Linked DNA regions of Arabidopsis thaliana: region 1 is linked to region 2. A link is a contact called in public capture Hi-C data. All regions are on one chromosome and are shown on one strand. The core of a region is the stretch at or near the end of the contact, and the rest is flanking DNA. Distances in the headings are between cores, read along the strand shown. Region 1 holds the start of AT2G15980 (Tetratricopeptide repeat (TPR)-like superfamily protein). Region 2 holds the start of AT2G15695 (peptide methionine sulfoxide reductase (Protein of unknown function DUF829, transmembrane 53)).

Evidence for each region. Capture Hi-C pulls out chosen DNA fragments and counts their contacts.
Region 1: a capture Hi-C map of seedling shows a contact between it and region 2, with 2.1 times the contacts expected there. The contact joins the promoter of AT2G15980 here to the promoter of AT2G15695 in region 2. A contact is called at or near these places in 1 of 26 Hi-C or Micro-C datasets (root) and 1 of 3 other capture datasets (seedling).

Annotation. Positions count from the first base shown.
Region 1 is chr2:6,951,518-6,954,217 of TAIR10.1, reverse strand. It overlaps AT2G15980 (Tetratricopeptide repeat (TPR)-like superfamily protein), which reads left to right and starts at 1,373. Exons shown (of 1, transcript NM_127157.1): 1 at 1,373-2,700. The coding sequence starts at 1,373. It also overlaps the pseudogene AT2G15990.
Region 2 is chr2:6,835,187-6,837,886 of TAIR10.1, reverse strand. It overlaps AT2G15695 (peptide methionine sulfoxide reductase (Protein of unknown function DUF829, transmembrane 53)), which reads left to right and starts at 1,349. Exons shown (of 7, transcript NM_127131.5): 1 at 1,349-1,756; 2 at 2,036-2,093; 3 at 2,219-2,299; 4 at 2,403-2,438; 5 at 2,549-2,700. The coding sequence starts at 1,551. It also overlaps the pseudogene AT2G15700.

The DNA of each region.
Region 1 (2,700 bases), core at 124-2,623, 120 kb before region 2:
AAAAAACGATGGAGATGAGAGCGTTGTTGGCTCTGATACCATATTACGAAGAAGAAGATCAGAGAGAGTTTGTTGAGGATATTAATCTGATTTTCTCATTCAATCACATAATGTGTAATGTACATGTATTTATACTATAGCTATACAATTGATTTAAGTTAACCAGCTAAACCGGTATCTAATCTGATAAGCACCTTCATCAGCAGTATCTAGAAGAGATATTTATTATTAAAATAATATAAAGCAGTGAAAAAGAGGAGAGAGAAGTGAGAATCGTCTCTGTGTTTTTTCAGGAATTGTTGATTTTATTTTTTAATTAAAATTTAATACTTTATCTGAATTTGATTAAAATAAATAAAATTTTATTCATGAGAAACTCTTTTTGAGAATCAACGATGTAGATGGCCTAAGTTTATTAAATATTTACCTTTTACTAAAATACGAAGGTTTAAAAACCTATAAAGAAAAAGTTAAAATTTAAAAAATATTTTTAAGAAAGGTGAGATTTTTATTTTTTAAAAAATTGAATGTAAAATTGTATTAAACCAAAAAATGTTTTTACAATGAATGCATCTGTTTTTGAATTATATTTTTGAAAGAATCTTGAAGTGATAAAAAAAACTTGATGACTGCCTTACGGAATGGAGCTGAGGGTGAGCCACTCCATCCGTCCGTAGTCGTAGTTTCTGTCCATTGTTTCACGTATTGAGTTGAGTCGATTTCTATGTTCTTGTCGATGAGCTTGAGTAGCCGGTTGTGAGTTGATTTTATTTCCCCATGTCGCCTTGCGTTTCTTTCCCTCCAAATGCGGTAAATCGTCGATTGGAAGACATACCTTAGGAGGAAGAGTTTAATCGGAGGTAAGAGTTAAGTTATGTAGAGAAGAGAGAACCTAATTCTAATTGGTGTGGAAGTCAATCCCACAAAATTTATGCGTAAGAAAAGCCATATTTACGATGAGTATCAAAAAGAGAAGAAGAGGTGATTTTTTCTCTCTTCAACATTATAACAAAAAACATTGTCTATCTATTAGAAATGTGGCCTAACTTAACCCAAAAGCTAGCTCAAGAGTTAAGAATTGTGACATCGTTTATATAATACTTAAAAATCTTAATCCCAAACAATGTGAAAAATTCTGATACTATCCGATCATGTATCAACCATGCAAAGAAAGAGAGTACTCGGGAGTTGCATAAGAGAACCATATATATGTCTTTGGGCCAATAACCCCACGTATATGTTTCTTTCAGTTCATAGTTAGCTAAGTTTATGCAGGAATCGGCTGTTTTGTCAGATTTTTTTACCCAGTTTTTCTCCAAACCAGAGTATAAAACTGTGAGAGTTCAACTCGAAAGTAAAAGAAACTTTTAAAATGTCAACTTCAATACTAAGACGGATACTCGACCCGACCCGGAAACCCAAACCCGATGCAATCCTCTCAATCTCTCTCCTCACTACCGTCTCTTCTCCGCCGTCTCCGCCATCAGATCCTCTAATTTCCGACGCCGTCTCAATCCTAACACACCACCGCTCCAAATCCCGTTGGTCCACTCTCCGATCACTCCAGCCTTCAGGCTTCACACCTTCTCAATTCTCCGAAATCACTCTCTGCCTCCGCAACAATCCTCACCTCTCTCTCCGTTTCTTCCTCTTCACTCGCCGTTACTCTCTCTGCTCTCACGACACACACTCCTGCTCAACTCTCATCCACATCCTCTCTCGATCTCGTCTCAAAAGCCACGCTAGTGAAATCATACGTCTCGCTCTCCGTCTCGCCGCCACCGACGAAGACGAAGACAGAGTCTTGAAAGTGTTCCGTTCGTTGATTAAGAGTTATAATCGATGTGGCTCTGCTCCGTTTGTATTCGATTTGTTGATAAAATCTTGTCTTGATTCGAAAGAGATTGATGGAGCTGTGATGGTTATGAGAAAGTTAAGGTCTAGAGGAATCAATGCACAGATTAGTACTTGTAATGCTTTGATCACAGAGGTTTCTAGGCGTAGAGGTGCTTCTAATGGATATAAGATGTATAGAGAAGTTTTTGGTTTAGATGATGTTAGTGTTGATGAAGCTAAAAAGATGATAGGTAAGATTAAGCCAAATGCGACCACTTTTAATTCGATGATGGTGAGTTTTTATAGAGAAGGTGAGACTGAGATGGTGGAGAGGATATGGAGAGAAATGGAGGAGGAAGTTGGATGTTCTCCGAATGTTTATAGCTATAATGTTTTGATGGAGGCGTATTGTGCGCGAGGTTTGATGAGTGAAGCGGAGAAGGTATGGGAAGAGATGAAGGTGAGAGGAGTGGTTTATGATATTGTGGCTTATAACACTATGATTGGTGGGCTTTGTAGTAACTTTGAAGTTGTGAAAGCGAAGGAGCTTTTTCGAGATATGGGGTTGAAGGGGATTGAGTGTACTTGTTTGACGTATGAGCATCTTGTTAACGGGTATTGTAAAGCGGGGGATGTTGATTCGGGTTTGGTTGTTTATAGGGAGATGAAAAGGAAAGGTTTTGAGGCAGATGGTTTAACAATTGAAGCGTTAGTTGAAGGGCTATGTGATGATAGGGATGGACAGAGAGTTGTTGAAGCTGCGGATATCGTGAAGGATGCGGTGAGAGAAGCAATGTTTTATCCTAGTCGGAATTGTTATGAGTTGTTGGTAAAGAGGTTGTGTGAAGATGGGAAGATGGATAG
Region 2 (2,700 bases), core at 100-2,599:
TCCACAAAGAGAAGTCACCGGTTCCATCAAATCTGTCAACCTCAACCCGAGCGTTACTACTCATCTTTTAAAACTTCTTGTAACCCCTGATCTGAAACTCCTTAGCTGAAACTCCTTAACAACCCTATACAAGCCTGGAGCTCTGATACCACTTGTGGAGAAAAGAGTGATAGAGATTGCTTGGTAAAGAAATAAACAGACACAGAAAATTGATAACCGAGTTCACGGCCTCAACCGCTACGTCTCGGGGGAGATGTCTTGCTCCCAAGCTTCACTATATCAAAGGGATTACAAACACACCACTAACTTGTGATGTTGTCTTTTGGTTTTTACAGATTTACACTCAAGAAGAACAAAAATTCAAAAACAACAAAGAGGAAGAAGAAAGGTTGCTTTAGAAGCTCTTTTATCTCTCTTCTCTATAACTCTCTTTAGATTCTTTTTTCACCTACCTCCACTATACGTCGCACGTTGTAATGCATTTATAGGTGACGTAAATGGGGCACAGACTTTTGCCCACACTTTTGTTCTTCTTCACCTTGCCAATTTCGTTGGCCTATTAAGGCCCAATAATTGTATTATGTCAAATCCAAACAACAAGTTTGCTTTTGTTAGATCATCTTGAAAAATGTGAGGCTTCTATGTGTTGCACAATATTGTGAAGTTTTTGAAGAACATCATTGACAGAAAAAAAAAGTAAGAGGATCATATCCATTATAAATGAAATTGTGTGGATCATGCGAGAAGGAAATTGATTAATTTGTATAAACGATATGAACGGGTCATTACAATTGTATATAATTAACAAAATTTAAGTTGACTGGGACTCTAATATTCTATAAATATTTAGGGAATTTTAGACATTCCTCTTTGTACGAATGAATGTTGTATCTAAAAAAATTGTCCTCGATCAAAAGTATATATATGTAGATAGAATCATATAACCGGACCAGTTTTTATGTTTGAAAATCAGTGTCTTTGGGTGAAATCTACTGATTTAAAAAATTGCTGCGGTAAATTTATCATGATAGTCAAACAATTTAACCTACCACGACAAATTACATTTTCACGAAAGAACATGTAATCAGTTGGAGATGTGACATAGAAAGAGTCTATCTAAGCCATGCGTCGTATATTTTACGAGTTAAACGAGCATCAACTTGAACCTATCGTTGTTAAATTGGACTTTGTTAATCTCCATACTCCAATTTTGGAGGAATGATAGGAACCCTTTATATTAAAAAAAAGAGACCTTTTGCATTTCTTACAGAAGTCGTGGATGAAGCAAACATGTCTTGTTTATAGTATTTGACCATTACTTACACGGTAAACTAATGACGTGGCAAACAAACAACGTCGTTAAAAAAAAAGGCGCATTATAACCGAAATAACTAAACTACGCCAAGAGGTAAAATTAAACACAAGGATCTGACGTGGGTGATGATAACAACCACGGACCCGTATCCCAAAGATCTCATCTTTCGTCGAGTGGTTCATAACCAAAATCAAAACTTGAGTGAATCATAATCGTCGTCTCGTCGCCGGAGAAAATGATCGGCGGTGGTAGGGTTTATTGGGGGAAGAAGTTAGATAAAGAGATGGAAGATGCGGCGGTTGTTGACGGTGGTGGATCTAACGGTGTTGTTGTGATCTTTGTTTGGAGCTCGATTAACGAGAACCAGCTTATGAATTTCGTTGATCTTTATTCTTCTCTTGGTTGGAATTCTCTTGTTTGCCGCGCTGATTTTCTCACCGCGTAAGTTCGTTCTCTTGTTCTCTCTATCTCTCTGAGTATATTTTCCGGCGAACTAGCTAATTTCTGAGAATTTTCCGATGATCAATGGTTTTGTGTAGCTTAGTATTTGTAAATGAGCATTTAGCAGAAAAAATCTTTTGGTTCCTTGTGATTTTTTCTGTAAATGTCGTTTTTGTGAATTCTTATCAATCAAAATTGTAAAGAAATCTAAAAGATTCCGTTTAGATATTCTTTGAGAATCTCTAAAAGTAGTTTTGATTATTTGTCTATGTTTTTCAGGGTTTATCCTGAAATGGCTCTTTCTTTAGCATTCCATCTTCTTTCTGAACTTGTTGAGGTAAGGTTTTATGGTCAGGAATGTGATGAGTTCTTTTTTTAGATTGGTACATGTTTATGTTAAATGATTCTCTCTTTTTTGGTTTTGGTGTGTTACTTAATGTTGCTATTGTTGTTATTGTTCAGGAGTTAAAGAGTAGACCATGTCCTGTTATCTTTCTAGCTTTCTCTGGTGCTCCTAAAGCTTGTATGTATAAAGTTCTACAGGTAAGCTTAAAAGGATTCAACTTCCAGCTACTTTGTGGTCATTTTGTGCTGTTTTTTATGTTTCTGTTTCAATGGGTATCTAAAAGTATGTTAAACAATGCAGGTGATCATGGATGATTGTGAAGCTCAAATTCATCCGGTGAGAATTGTCTCCTATACAGTTTTATTTGAAGTCATCAAATGCTGCTTTTATGTTGTTTCTCTCTTGATTTAGTTTTGACTCATTGATTGTTTTCTAATTTTGTGAAGGATGATAGCCAGTTGGTTAGAACCTGTCTTTCTGGACATGTCTATGACTCTGGCCCGTTGGATTTTACGAGTGATTTGAATGTGAAATTCGCACTACATCCCACCATACGACGAATGTCTGGTCCTTCTAGACTAGTATCTTGGGTGGCTAA